Regions from separate parts of the Mus musculus genome. Here region 2 is linked to region 1. The links are chromatin contacts, called in public Hi-C maps. All regions are on one chromosome and are shown on one strand. The core of a region is the stretch at or near the end of the contact, and the rest is flanking DNA. Distances in the headings are between cores, read along the strand shown. Region 1 has its middle 260 kb from the start of Lmx1a. Region 2 overlaps Pbx1 (pre B cell leukemia homeobox 1).

What was found. A called contact is a pair of places that touch in the nucleus more often than the background predicts.
Region 2: a contact with region 1 is called in a Hi-C map of cortical neurons. The contact joins two enhancer-like sites. A contact is called at or near these places in 14 of 484 Hi-C or Micro-C datasets (the HL-1 cell line, cardiomyocytes, cortical neurons and 5 more), 4 of 115 datasets of contacts at active chromatin or transcription factors (astrocytes, embryonic basal ganglia and embryonic stem cells) and 1 of 9 other capture datasets (embryonic stem cells).

The regions. Positions count from the first base shown.
Region 1 is chr1:167,942,398-167,950,155 of GRCm38.p6, forward strand. No RefSeq gene overlaps it. Among named protein-coding and RNA genes, the nearest start is that of Lmx1a, 260 kb to the left of the region's middle. Within about 2 kb of position 3,659, at least 13 of the 459 cell types and tissues checked have an H3K27ac peak or open chromatin away from gene starts, as enhancers often do. A contact at or near this core is called in cortical neurons and uterus, where this site is marked.
Region 2 is chr1:168,372,244-168,380,001 of GRCm38.p6, forward strand. All of the region lies in intron 2 of Pbx1 (pre B cell leukemia homeobox 1), which reads right to left. Gm51671 (a long non-coding RNA gene) reads left to right here. Exons shown (of 2, transcript XR_003948152.1): 1 at 1-112; 2 at 176-7,758. Among named protein-coding and RNA genes, the nearest start is that of Gm51671, 30 kb to the left of the region's middle. Within about 2 kb of position 2,933, at least 30 of the 459 cell types and tissues checked have an H3K27ac peak or open chromatin away from gene starts, as enhancers often do. A contact at or near this core is called in cortical neurons and uterus, where this site is marked.

The sequences.
Region 1 (7,758 bases), core at 2,409-4,908:
GAAAATGACTGCTTTAGCTTTGGTAAAAATCTGAGGAGCAGAATTTTGAAGAATGAGAATTAAAGCTGTACTCCACACTGTGTTGAAGTTTGCCATACCAGCGTTACCGGCTCTGGGACAAACAGCACTGTCTTCTCCCCAGCGTAAAACACAGCATTAATATTAACATGGAGAAAGGGCCAAGCAAGAGAAACTGCATTGATGCTTTTATTCATTTATTTATCAGAGCAAAACTATTTTGTGTATGTGTATATGTGTTTGGTCATGTATATATGTATTCCGTGTGTGTGTGTGTGTGTGTGTGTGTGTGTGTAGGTCAGAGGTTAATGTCCAGTAGCTTCCTCAGTTACTCCCTTTGATGTCTTGTTTTGTTTGTTTTCATGGTGAATAATGTGTAGTTAAGATCAATAGCTGTTTGGAGTGTAGCTCAGTGCATGGGGCCCTGGGTTCAATCCCTAGCACCTCTAACTACAAGTCTATCTTTGGGGCTGGAAAGAAACTTCAGTGGTTACTATTGCATCCTGCTCATACAGAGGACCCAAGTTCAATCCCCAGCTATCAACCACCTGTGACCCCAGCTCCAGGAATCTAGTGCCCTCTTCTGGCCTCTGTGAGTGCCTGTGATCAATTGTGTAAACAGGTGGACACCACATAATTAAAATAAACCTTTGTTTTTTTAAGTAAAGAATTATCCGCGGGATTTAACTGGATTTCAGTGGAGCTGGAACTCCATTTAAGTGCTCCCAGATTTGTTGGCAATAGCTAGAGGACCATAATCAGGAGTCAGACGGACTTGTGCCTTCTTCTCCCCGCCAGCCTGATTGATTCTGGTTATTCCAACATAGAATTTCTTCCCAGCCTGGGGCTTATTGGCCTTGGCACCTATGACGAACAAAGTGTGTCATTGTCTTTGTCTGACATGGCTGACTTGGCAGTCAGGGGAAACTGGATGACGACATAGTGGTCGAGTTTGTTTTTCCTGGACATACTCTTGCCAAGGGCATTTGGACCACATCCAGAGTGGCCCTGCCTTGGGCTGCCAGAAAGTGGGTGACATGTACCCCTTCTCTTTTTTGTGACTGTGGACGTCTTTCTGCACCACTTTCTCGATCACGAGAGACTTTGGCTCGGAAGCTTTTGGTCTTCACTTTCATGGTTGTATTGGTCTCCACCTTAGTTTTGAGGCAGGGTCTCCCACTAAGCTTGCCAATTCCCCAACACTGCTGAGCTCGCCAGCCCCAGGGACTCCTCATGTCTGATGCCTCTGCTCTGCCCAACTGTGTATGCTTCTGAGAATCGAACTCTGGTCCCTATGCCTTTAGGGCAAGCACTTTAGCAACTGGGTCGTCTCCCAGCCTGGAAAAGTTATTTTATTTTATTTTATTTTATTTTATTTTATTTTATTTCATTTTATTATTCAGAGCATCTTCCAGATCTTAACATACTGTAGAGGCCTCAGCTGCCCGAGGTCAGGCAAGGGAAGGAGCCCTCACAATTGAAATCTGTCTCTTTTGTGTCTCACACAGCTCCTCGCCTAGGTTTCTATCCACATTTATAAGTGTGAAATGAGTGCGCAGAGCAGTTTCTGAGGTTTATTGGAAGAAACGGAGGCTGTGTAAAAAGCACAGACTGGGAACATGATGCAAAGTGGGAAGAAGCAGCTACGGTTCAAGGTCCTGGGTTCCTCAGGCTGGGGAGGCAGAGAGGCCCAGGGCAGAGACAAAATACTTGGGAAGCTCGAGGCTCCGCTCACGACCAGGTGGACCGCTCATCGTGGTGGATGCTGAAATGTTTACTATACAAACAAACACCCAAATTTGCTTTTATTTTATTTTCTAATTTCATCTGTTGCGATGCTTCACACTGCACACTTTGCTTAGAGCAGGTTAATTGCAGGATTACAAGGATGTGCGGAGGCCAGGGATTGATTATGCATGGCTCAAGCCTCCTTTGCTAAAGGAAGGTCATTTCATAATCTAAAACCATCAGCCCCTGCTGTTCCCCAAGAACTGTACCAGTTCCATTCCAAAGGTTTGCCTGCTTTAGACATAGGAAGTAGCCAAAGAAGCCCCACCCACAGAAGCTAGAGACCAGAGGTAATCAGCAGCTTCCACAGACATAGAACACCACTAAGTGTCTCCCTCATTCTTTCTTTTCTCCCAGGCTAGGATCTACCCAGCTAGCTCATGGTTGAAACCAGCTTGAAATTGACTGGCTTTTGTAAGGTTTTTGCACTTTGTTGTAGCTTCCATGTCTTTATCTCCAAGGAGCTTTTGGCAATGTCTGGGGGCACTCTGACACACATTTGTCAATAATGAAATAGGTAGGACACTATTGGCATTGAGTGGGCCAAGTCCGCGGGTGCTGCTTCGGAAGCCATATGCAAAACAGCCCTGAAACAAGAAAATATGAAGAGGAGAAGAGGTTGGAATGCTCAGTGGTCAAGAGTACTGAGGCTCTTCCAGAGGTCCTGAGTTCAATTCTCAGCAAACACATGGTTGCTCACAACCATCTAAAATGTGATCTGATGCTCTCTTTTGGCATGTAGGTATACATGCAGATAGAGAACTTATACATAAAATGAATAAATAATAAATGAATAAATCTTTAAAAGGGGGTACCTGGAGAGGTGGCTCAGTGGTTAAAAGCATACTGTCTGCTCTTCCAGATGTCTTGAGTTGAATTCCCAGCAACCACATGGTAGCTCACAACCATGGGATCTGATGTCTTCTTCCAGTGTGTCTGAAGACAGAGACAGTATACTCATGTACATAAAATAAATAAATCCTTTGGAAAACAAAGAAAAGAAAATACTCGGCTCAGATATCAACAGTAAGGAACATTAGAAACCCTGGTTTGACTGGAACACGGTCAGGTTTATTTCTGTACTGTATCTAGCTTCTACAATATGCCATGACAATGATATTAAGCAGCTAAGACCAAAATACTCTGGTCTCCAAATCCTGTCATATTTTCTGCCTGCCCCTATCTGACAGAAGTGCTATGGTCCCCGAGACCTAAAACATTTCTGTCTGTCCCAGGAAAATGTTTCTGATTTGAATCGAGAGCATCCTTTAAGAACTTCACACAAACAAGAAAAAGAGTATTCTGAAAATGTGTCTCGCTATATCAAATATCCCTCAGCAATCCGTTGTTTCTACCACATCTGGTGTTGTATTTTAGTTCCATGGCTTTCCCATTACCCCTCTATCATATCTTTTTTATTCTAAAGCCTCTTCCAGGCACTGAGCTAAGCCTGCTGCCATTAGAAGGCTGTGTGTTTCCTACTCCTTGGGGGGCCTGTAGCCCAGAGGGGGAGGCGGATATTAATTAAACCATCACCCTAATGAATGTATGATGACAAACCATGATCAGAACTCAGAGGCGGGAGACAGCTCTGATGACAGTTGACTGGGGCTCCGGGCATATGGAAGTTAAGTAGACTAAGACTGTGTGAATGTGTTTGTGGTGTGTGTGTGTGTGTGTGTGTGTGTGTGTGTGTGTGTGTGTGTGAGCTGAATATGTGTATGGGGAGGAGTGGGGGGTTAGCTTGGGGAAGAGGTGGCTCTGTGAGTCCGGCAACCTGGAGGAGAGTGGAACACTGGCGGATGAAGGATCCAGCGATGTGCTAGTGGGAAGTTGGTGAGGACCCAAGAAAAACCACGCAAGCCAGATGGTGTGCTGAGTCTTATCCTAAGAACGTCAAAGCAGAGAGAAGCCACTGAAGGATCTGGGAGGAGACTTGATCAGATTTGCATATGAAGTTCCTAGATTGTCAGACAAGGGAGAAAAAGTTGAGCTCGTTAAAAACTGAGCTATTTTGAAAACAAGTTAGCTGATTGATTAACTTTTAAAGACCCAATTAAGCTTTTGTGTCATCGTTTCCCGCCTTTATACCTGACAGAGTTTGAAAAGGGGCCACGTTCAAATATGATCGTCTTCCTTTTCAAAGAAGCAGGTTTCTGAGCAGAGGTGCAGCTGGAATTTACCCGACTGCGATTTCTAAGGTCATATTTCCTTTGAAGATCAGTTGAATATTTATGTGTGTGTGTAGAGGTGTTGGTTTTTGATGTTGCTAACATTTCCAATTCTCATGGTGAGTTCAAACTTCTCTAAGACTTTTAAAACATGCTTGCCAAAGAACCAGAATCGATAGCTCACCAAATAAATTCTCTGTGATGTCGACCATTTTTTCCTGTGCATATTGTGTTTTTTTTTAAAAAAAAAAAACAATTTTAATTTTCCTCTTCTCTCCTCTGCATGGTGGATCGTAGCTATTGCATTATGTTTTATTACTGTCTGGAACTTGTCTTTTATCAGTAAGGCCTTTGAAGATTCAAGTCCCAACCTTTCTTTGTGAATAAACTCAACCCAATACTCCACTGTGTGGGTTGTGAATTGGTATTTGTTACCTTGAACTTGTGACCTTCCTTTCTCAAACAAGTATTTCTACCCTAGATCTGGTGTTTTCAAAGCCCAGTACAACTGACAACCTGGATTGTACACAATGTTGCAGTGGTCCTCGACCTTCCTAATGCTGCAACCCCCTTAAATACAGTTAGTCATGCTGTGGTGACCCCCAACCAGAAGATTATTTTCATTGCTACTTCATAACTGTGATTTTGCTACTGTTGTGGATCGTAATGTAAATATCTGATATGCATGTAGATGGTCTTAGACCACCCCTGTGAAAGCATCATTTGGTCTCCAGAGGGGGTCCTGACCCACAGGTTGAGAACTATTGTTTCAAGGGACCATAGTAATACTTACTTGTGTATATAGTTTCGTGCTTGTGTCCATGCTGCAGAGAGGAAGGCGACTAGTTGCCATAGTGACCAGAAAGGTACAAGTCTAAAATATTTACCATGCAGCCCTTTATGGGAAAACCTTGTAAGCCCCATTCTAAAGAACATTTGCAGCTATTCCTATTCCTCTTACGTATCTAGTAGTAGACTTAGTAGCTGCTGTGCAGAGTGAGCACCCTTGCCTTGCTCCTGAAGCCTCTGTATTTTCCTGCAGGTTGGATAAGAGCATGTGGAGGAAGGACCTGCTCTCCTCAGCAACACTTCGCTAAGCTAAGCATTTCATCTGCGTTGTCTCTCATAATCCTTATCACAGTCCCGTAAATTAGATACTATTATCGTCACTTTGCAAATGAATACATTTACAAGCTAAATAACTCACAGGACTTGTAGGCAGCAGAAATGGGAACTTGATTCAATTTCTATCTTTGCTTCTGGACTCTGAGTGGCACAACTGTGGTGAATTGGTTAACAAAGGGAAAGCAGGAAAGAGGCTTCGGAAAGAGACCCTTGTTTCCTGTAATGGATGTAAGGCTATTAGCTGTGTAAACGGAGGCACGGCGTGGGTGCCAAGGCTGTTCAGAAGCCACTGATGGCTTCTATGGTACCCGACGTTCATTCTCTTCTGGAGAGGTTTTAGTTGCATCCTGAAGGGCACATGAGACAGAACCGAGTCTAGGAAATCATTTGACCTGAGTGAAGTTCTAACATGGGCCATATTCAAATCCCTTCTTCACGGTTGCCAGAACATTCCATGGGAATGCAGAATTACTAAAGAAACCACTCCTTCCCAGCCCCATCTGTCAACACTGGAATATTTGCACTTCACAAGCAGCCTGTGCGGCCCATGAGAGCATTGCTGCTGCCATCACAGGGCTGCCAGCACTAGCGCCTAGCCCTGAGATGCTGGGGACTTCTTCCCTGACATTCTGTGGCATTGCCTGCAGCAAAGCTAAACCCTTGATCAGCTAGTCAGGCTGACTTGACTGCTGTAGAACGCATTGGATGGACCTTTCTGAACCCAAGTTCCCCTTGTTCCCGGGTGCACAAACTGATGTGCGCAAACAAATTCATGTCAACTCTCAGCTGCCCTACTCTAACAGGTTCTTTTCAAAAGAATATGGTATTTGATGTAATTGAAATTCTTACTTTCCCTTGAAGCAATTTGTTTGAAAAATAATATATTTTTTAAGACTCTTCAAAAATGGAATAAAATTACTTTTTACTCTAGGGTTTTCTTTGCTCTGTGATAAATGAAGTATTAACTACGATAGCTATTAGCATCCCTGGTCTACAGACAGGTCACTACAGTTGACTAAGTTAAAATAAATAGAAAATTTAAAGTCCCCAACTATAAAATGAATTGCCCAACAGATGCAGCAGGCTCCGAAGGAATCATTGAGTGCTATTTAGCTAAATAATATCCGTGCTAACAAGTCCCACAAAACAGATTTCTGTGACAATGTTCATTCTACAATGGCCCTAAACACACATCACACCATAAGGATTCTATCAGCTAATTAATACAGGGTGAGAGCTTTAAACAGAGAAATTAACTCAACAGGAACCTTATAACTGATAGCACAACACAGCACAAGGAGAACCCTTAAGTCTCCACTTGACTTTGGCCTCTGAGCACAGGGACCTCTCCCCCTCCCCTCCCTCTCCCTCCCCCTCTCCCTCCCCTTCCTCCCTCTCTCCCATCTTCCCTATCCTCCTCCTCCCCTTCTCCCACCCCTCCCCCCTCTCCTGTCCTTCAGCATGAGCAACGAGGAGTCCTGGCTTCTCAATCAGTCCTAATCTCCTGAGGGATGCTCATTCTTGCAATATGTTTTGAAATCTCCATTGTGTACTAGACATGTGACACATGCAACTCATGGCTCCACTGTCTTCAATCCTTTGTGGTACATACATTCTTAGACATGTTAGGCAGCACTTGCTGGTTAGCACAGATCTGAAGCCTAGATGTGCAACAGTGGATGGACAAATACTGAAAATGTGCTTTGGAAAGCTCTTGAAGTTTAAGAATATGAGCCTCGGATGCTTATTAACTTTCAATTGCCATCCCATGGCCAATGAATTCCAAGCTCATAGTGGCCTTTTGCAGCTAAAGGTAAGCAAGCGTAAACTCCCTAGCTCCCAGGAAGTCCAATAAGACTAGATCTGATGAACATATACGTGGACAAGTCCCAACCCTTTCTTGCAAACCAGAGACATTCTGCGAGAGTCTGGCCTGATTATAAAAATATTGCTACATAAGTTCAAGTTAAAATAATATTTTCTCCTTTCAGTTTTGTGAGATAGCTGAGTCTGTGAAGTGCTTGTAAGCATGAGGGGCTGGCTTCATTCACAAGAACCCCCAGTACCCACATAAATGAGCCACATATCCTGGAACACACTTGCGATCCCAGCACTGGGAAGATGGAACAGGTGGATCTCTAGAGCATGCTGGTCAACCAGTCTAGCTTAGCTAGGAAGTTTAACACCAGTCAAAAGACCTTGTTTCAACAAGTAAGGTGGTAAGACTGTGCCAAATAAATGACACTTGAGGTTGACCTATGACTTCTACATGTATCTGGAAGCACACTTATGTGAACATGCACACACAGGTATTTACATACACACACACACACACACACACACACACACATACATACATACACACACATACATACACACACACACAGAAATCTTTTCCTTTATTTTTAAATAAGTTATACACACTCTTTCCATGATGCAAAGCAAGTTTCTTCCTGTCTTGTCAGCTGGGAAATGCATAGTGAATATGTATGTGTTGTTGGGAATTTGATCTTTATGTACAAACTCAGCATTCAACGGCTCCAGATATACCTATGGCCCTTACATTTGCTCACAATTTATTGACTCAAATTGTCAGTAAGTAACTGTAATCTAGTCTGGATTGAGTTAATTATAAAGTCAACTATTTGCATGAAGA
Region 2 (7,758 bases), core at 1,683-4,182, 430 kb after region 1:
GGGAATTTGAAGAAGTCAGGAGAGATGACTTTATTGCACAAGCACACTGTTGTCTTTATTTCACCCTCAACAAGGAAGTGCTAAGTCCTACTGTATAGAGTCACAGTTATAGGTTGAGGGCATACAAGAGCAGCTCCAGAAACAAGCAAGAAGATGCTACTCCTAGTCTGCATAGGTTGAGGGCATACAAGAGCAGCTCCAGAAACAAGCAAGAAGATGCTACTCCTAGTCTGCCTATGTGAGAGGATCAACTGAGAACTCGAGAGTTTACAATCTGACCGGTTTTGCTCAGCACAGCTATTCTAGGCTAATCTCTGAGACTTGGAATCTCAGACAGATAGTTGGAAGCACCCAGTGGACTCACAGAGCAGCACAGGAAGAAAAGTGTGCGGCTCTCCTGGAATGACTTCAGCAAAAATCCCACTGGACACAGGTGTCTAGCACTTCCTCATATGTTGTCTCCTCCTGTTGGGGGGTCCTTTCCAGGCTGGCCTTGCCTCCCAGGTCCATAGTGGAAGAAAAAAATCTGTGCACCCTCAAGTATCAAGGCCAGAAACATCACAGAAGACTGACTTAGTAAACTTAGGTGGCCCCTAAATGGAAGTTTTCCAGAGTATGCAGCTCACTTAATATCTGAATGAATGGTCCCAATGGCCAATGGTAAGAATCCAGTCTATGACTTGACAATGTAAGGATATGCCACCAGGGCTCATTTTCAGCGAGGATGAATCTAAGCAATTGTTTCTCTGGATCAGAGTGGGTGGGAGAAACTGATCTCTCACTATTAGGGCACATGGAGGACAATGACAGAAAGTGTCACCTTAAGAGCCTTTCCTATTAGCAGAATCAGGAGACGCCCTCTGTGAACCGCAAGTACAATTCTTATATTTCAGCACCACAGAACCTTTTCTGGTCAGCTATGGCTCTCCACCTATGTGTCAAAGGAGTAAAGAAAACTCCCAAGGCCTGAGGTGAAGTCTGAATGGATTCATCGTGGCAGGAAACAGAATGGCCACCAAAAATATGGCTTTTTTTCACTATTATTTCCATTCAGATGGTCTGAAGGATGGGGTAGCTCAGCCCCTACTGCAGAACCTGCAAGAAGCTATACCCACAGCCCAGTCCCAAGGAACACCCCTGAGTGATCCCTTACAAAGCTTTCTCACCCCTGTTAGACAGACGAAGTTCCTCGTAGATAGATTCTCAGAAGCTAGCTCTTTTCCCACTGGAGAAAAGAAAGAAGAAGCAAAATACAAGGAGAAGGTATATTTAAAAAAAAATTAAAAACCGGGAAAAAAATTGAACCTCAAAACCTTCAGTTGGTAATGACAAAAGTAATCATACATTCATTATCTCACTCTGTACCCAGGCTCCGGGGATGCACTTAGAGGCAATTCTTTAACTCAAGCTGGTAGGCAAGGCAATGGGACAGGAGGAAGAGATGAATATAAATCCACAGTGATGCCTGGATACAAAGTCACACAGACAAAAGGCTAATTAGTTAGTAGGGTTACTTGTAAATTGATGGAATGCCCTAGTGTTTGAAAGCATGCAAAACTCAGAACTCAGGAGAACGACCCTGACAAAGAATAGCCTCAAAGCAGCACCTCTGGGACACCCTCTTCAAATAAACACAGTGGGTCTGCGCAGTGTGGCTTTTTACACTGGGTGTTTTAGAAAGAGTTCAATGCAGCTGTTTGCCTAAGGCAACAATGCGTTTTCTTATTCCACAAGCTCTGACTTTAGAAATGAAACAAAAAGTAAACTTTAACAGTGTCCCTGTAACGATGGCCACAAATTCAACATCTGTAAACAGATAGTGATATTCTATTTAAGTTGGGTTTTTTGTAAGGCTGGTTCTCATCTTGCTGAGAAGGAGAAGTGGCCCTACATCTCTGAGTCATGGTAGTGGTTCAACCTGCCCAGCTTTACTTGTTTGGAGCCTACTGCTCTCTCCCCGCTGTCCACCCTCATCCTGCCCTGCTCTGAACCCAGCACACGGAAGGATGATGGAGATGATCCAGAATGCAATTACTGATGGAGAAGATGATCTTAGTCTACCTCATGGATTGGGAGCGGCAGCTAAACAGGACAATTTTGAAGTGACCTGCAGGCTGGTGGGAAAATAGCTCAGTGGGTCAAAGTACTTGCTATGTCAACCTGACCATCTGTATTTGATTCCTGGATCCCACTATGGAAGGAGAGAATTGATTTCTAAAGGCTATCTACGAATCTCCACATATGCCATATGTCCTGTGGCATGTACACACCTGCACACGCACACACACACACACACACGTATGTTTTATAAAATGACCTGGCTACATGTGGTGATTGTTGCCTATAATCCCAGCACTCAGATAATACAGGAGATGATGGATATTTCTTTCTGAGTTCAAGGCCAGCCTAGTCTACATAATGAGTTCCAGGCCAGTCAAGGGTATACAGTGAGAACCTGACTCAAGAAAGAAGGGGAGAGGCTTGTCACTTATAAATGGATGCATGGGGGGAAGCTTAAAACCAATGTCTGTGGAGTAGGAGGGAAAGATTCGAACACAGAACAAGCCAAACAGCCCCAGTGCTACAGAGCTCTCACAGAGGCATCCCAGGTCCCAACAATATGACTTTTCCAATTGAGAAAACTCCCTTGCCCTACTTTGGGATCCCAGGTAAGAATGTTTGGTTTTGTTTTAACACAGAACAGCTATCATATCCATAGAACAGCTTCCAGTAGTCCTTTTGCTTATAGGAATGACATGGGCCAAGAATGGGCACCTAAGTGCCTCTCCAGAGGGAGGGCATGGCTTACATGAGAATAGGAAGGGATGTGTCATACACAGGAAGTGACCTGTTCTTTCCACAAAAGGGAGAGCCGAGAATTCATACCAAGGATGAACACTGAATACAGTCCATGTGTCAGGAGCCTCACAAACTGCCACCGCCTTGTCGCCTGGAACACTGTCCTCTGATTCTCCACACTCACTCCCCCAAGAGCCGAATAACCAGTAAGCTGCTGCCCAAAAGATATTGTAAATAGCTCTGAGAGAGTACAGTTCAGGCAGCTTCCAATTAGCTCTCACTTAACAGTCGTTTTCTCCCTGCCAAGTTTGTGCAGTGAGAGCCCCAAGCCCCCGCCTGCTGTTTGGCTCTGGGTTTGGGAACACGGGAGTCATGATGGTGATTGGGCCGCTAGAAGTCAACACGTGTGCATATGTACGAAGCCAGGGAGAGAGTTAAAACGTGCTTTGGGGGGAGGTCAGTACCAAGCACAGTCTGGCGGTAAGACCAAAAGCTATGCAGAGTGCCAGGGATCCACCTCTTTCTCTAGCTCTGGCCTACCCCTAACTTAGCCAGCTTCCATTTAATTATGCCTGGTCATTTTACCCTTTACCTACCCTCCATCCTGCTCGGTACCTCTCCATCTGAATCTCAGTGGAGATATCTAGGAGCTAAAGACAAACCAATGGCCAATTAAAAGGTAAGTGCCTTGTGTTAAAAGCCAGGCCATTCAATATTCATAACTAGGTAGCTTTCGATATGGATGAAGGACAATACAATCTATAGTCAAGGCTAATCGGGGCACCTCGTTTTGTAACATAACCAAACACCTATTCAGCTGACGGGTGGGAACCACCTGCTCTCTCCTCAGCAGACTTCGGCACTTTATAAATATTAGAGATGTAAAAGACCAAAGAGTTGTTAATGTGTTTATTTCCTTATAATGAATTCTTCAGGCAACGGAGAGGATCACCGAAGCAGAGCTTAGTTAAAAACCCCAGCTGAATTTGGCAGCCCTACTGTTCTTTGGAGCAGCATCTAAGTAGTACTGCAGGAGAGAGCGTAAAGATTGTTCACTTGGGTATAATTTTTTTGAGAAAAGAGAAAGTGAAGATTTATCTCCCACTCTTACATTTCTTTTTCCAAATTATAAGATCATCAGATTCGGCACTAGACCTATAGAACGAAAGAGAAACGAGAGAGGGAAAAAATGCGCAGTAAGGCGGTAAGGCCGGACACAGTTCTTTTCAAGGTTGAAGCACATGAACCTACTCAGCCCGTAGGGTTTCTCCTGCCAGCAACGGGATTACTGTCTCTAGAACAGTCAACTTTACAGTCTGTTCTTAGAACCCATAAGTAGTGCTTTTAAATGTTGGTTAATAATGTGCTCGACTCTATTTATGGGGGAGGGGTGTTTAATCTTTCTCAAAGAGTTAAGACAAGGTCACTTTATAAATGGACAGCAACGACAGGAAGTGATTACAGCTCACCTAGCACAGGGCTTCCAGAGAACAATCAAATCAAGATTCCTGCTCCCAGAAAGGGCTCTGTCCACTGGGAGGCAGCAAAGGCTGCCAGAAAGAGAAATGGGCCCGAGCTTGGAGACCTGGGTTCTAGTCCCTGCAAGTATCTTTATCTTAGAATCTTGGCAAGTGTACTGTGGCCAGCCATAGGATTCTGCCTAAAACTTAGGGCAGACAAAAAAAGAAAAAATTAAACAAGAGATGACGAAGCACGTAGGTGGTAAAGATAGAAGCTGTAGGAAGAAGATACACACACATAACAGAAATTTGAACTTTATAACTTTCCCCCAGTGTGAAAGACACCTCTACCACAGATAGTCAATGAGACTAGAACAAAGCAAATACAGTTGCGCATCCACATTTGCAGATTTGGGACTGAATTATCCAGTGTAGAATGAAAATCATGGCTGCCAAATATAGTTTGGGGCTTTTGCTGTTGTTGTTTGTTTGCTTGTCATTGCTTTCTAAATAGCTATTAATATGCAGAACATCACCATTGGGTTTTTTTGCATAATAAAATTCAGATTGAGATTATTTAAAATATATGAGTGATCATATGGTGATATGCAAATACTTATGCCATTATGTAAAAAAGAATTTGGGCATCCTTGGATTGGGTATCGTGGAAAAGTCTGGAGCTCTTGGAATCAGTACTGAGGTATAATGGCACACTAAATACAGTATGCTCCATTCCTGTCCTGTCCTGTCCTGTCCTGTCCTGTCCTGTCCTTTCCTTGGCTTTTAGAAATAGGATCTCTCTGCAAATCCCTGGCTGTTCTGGAACTCACTCTGTAGACCTGGATGGCCTTGAACTCACAGAGCTCTCTGCCTCCTGAGCTCTCGGATTAAAGGGATGCATCATGATCACCGGTTTTTAAAGTATGTTTCTAAGGGTTGTAGTGAAGGAAGATGGTCCTCGGGTCAAATTAATTCTGAAAAACGCTACTACACTATACACACCCTTCTAGCAGATATACAACAGACATTATATTAACACTCAGAAAAGGCTTGTGGTAAAGAAAAGTCGAACTTACAAACTCACTTGACAATGCTCTCTCCTTTCACACAAACAAATAAACACACACACACAAACACACACACACCAAGTAGATGGCATTTAAAGTTATTTATTTGAATGGCAATAATGACTAGTTTTGATTTGGAAAGTTAATGTCATTGAACCGCTGGTCAAGGTCTTGGGGGGCTATAGCATTTTAGCTACAATACCCTCCTTATTCTCTCTGATTAGCAGCAGCACGTGTTTGAGAGGCAGCTGGCTAAGGTGAAAGGTTAATTTCGTGGCCTTGAATCTCAGTCCAGTGAACAGACGCCAATGGGGGCTGGACCTCATCACCTCGTTCTCATTAGCTCTACCCAAGTGAGCTTAGGAGCCGAAGAAAAGAGCCTTAGTCACCATCACAAAGGGAACTGGAACTATATCATCACCAACACAGAACCAGTGGGCTCTACCTCATATGTTGAAGAAGTCACAAAAAAAAATTAATGAAGGTAAACTATTTTATCCTATCAGGAAAGCTGGACTCTTGGGAGGTTTTATAATCAAGGCCTTGGGATCCGGCCTCCAAGAGATCAAGTTCCAAGTTCATCTTTTAACAGCTATACAGTCTCGAATTTAACAGATTACCTACTTGAATCTCAGTCTCAAAACTCTATCAATAACAATAAAGATACCCCATTCCTCAAAGGTTTTGATGAGGATGCAAGGAAACGATGTTTGCCAATGAACTTAGCACTGTGCCTATCCCAGGATAAGAACCAATAACACTCATAATTACCCATTTATTGACCTGTTTACTTATTCATGTATGTAGTTAGTTACTTATTTGGGGGGAGGGCTGGGACCTGGATTTCAGGGCCTTCCGCATGCTTCCCAAAGATTTCTCCCACTGACCTCCACTCTTAGTCTTCTTTCAATTTGGTATTTTGAGACAAGATCTTAACTGAGCTGCTTAGACTAGCCTTTGCTCTGTAACTCAGGTAGTCCTTGAATTCAACAATCCCCCTGCCTCCGCTTCCCAAGTAGCAAGGATTATCAGTCTGTGTACCAGGACTGACTATATTGCTATATTTAAAGGAACCGAATCATGTCAAGAATAAAGTAGGTAGCATTAGCAAAATCATCATCATCATCATCTTCTTCTTCTTCTTCTTCTTCTTCTTCTTCTTCTTCTTCTTCTCTCTCTCTCTCTCTCTCTCTCTCTCTCTCTCTCTCTCTCTCTCTCTCTCTTATTATTTTTATTTTGTAATTCATGAAAAAAACATGTGCTTCTTAAACCTTTACTGAAAAATCTCAGTGTGAGGCTGAGACGACTTTGGTCAGGTTTCCATCCTTTGCAGAGATTTCTAAATTGAGAACTTCGATGTCTGCAAAACATGATTCAGCTAACTAAACTTATTTTATTGGTACACTCCCAGGAATACCTTTCTCAGAGGAGATACACCCAACACGGCACTTAATCCTTGCAAGGTATTATTATGTAGCCTAATTTTTTCCTATCAAAACCAAAATAAAGATCGGAAGATGAGGTTCCCAACCACACATCAGAGGAGACAGATGAAGAGTGGAGAAGTCTTGGAGGCAGAGAAAAACCTCAGGAGGCACAGGAGATAATACATGAGGAGCCCAAGGACACTGACAGGAATGGTATGACTTCTGGCCTTGGCATTGCTGCTGCCCGACCTGTTCATACATGGTAGCAGCCCAAATTTGTAGGGCAGCCATTTAAAGGCTACTAGGAAACTCTCAGCAGCAGCTCTAAGGCCTGAATGGAAAGAGTCAAAAATTCTCTTTTTCATCCTTCCCCCCTGGGCTCTCATCTTTGGAGATTGCCATGGTGACCACCTAGAAGGCATCTTAGTAACCAATACCCATATCCTTTGCCTTTCCAGATGCCTGGCTCTTAAGCTCCAAGACTCTTTTAGGCATGTGGGGCCAAAGGTAGCCAAATTCCAAAGCCAACAGTGCTAGACATGCCCTCTCTCCCTCCCTCTCCTACTTCACCCCCTCCTCTGGTGACAGGCCACCTGTAATTGTCTCTTTGGTCTGACTTATTGGTGATGTGCATAATCCAATGCTGCTACTAACTGAGTCCTTGCCCAGAACACACACACACACACACACACACACTTTAGTGACTTTGGCCATGTCTAGTGACTGCTTCCCAGGGCCATCGCATCAATCCAATCAATGCTGGAACAGCTGGCTCTTAATAACACTGGATTAAACAAATCGATTACAGAAAGGTCAATTTGGTACCTAACATTTAGAATGTAGGGACCTGAGCATTTGGCATCTGTTGGGGACCAGTGCCATATAAGGTCAGGAATCTTACTCCGGAGTAGAATTCCTTACCTGAACAAAGGAAATATTGATCCTGAAAAAAAATAGTCATGGCTTTAATGTTCTTATATTTACTTGCATGAAGAAAACTGAATG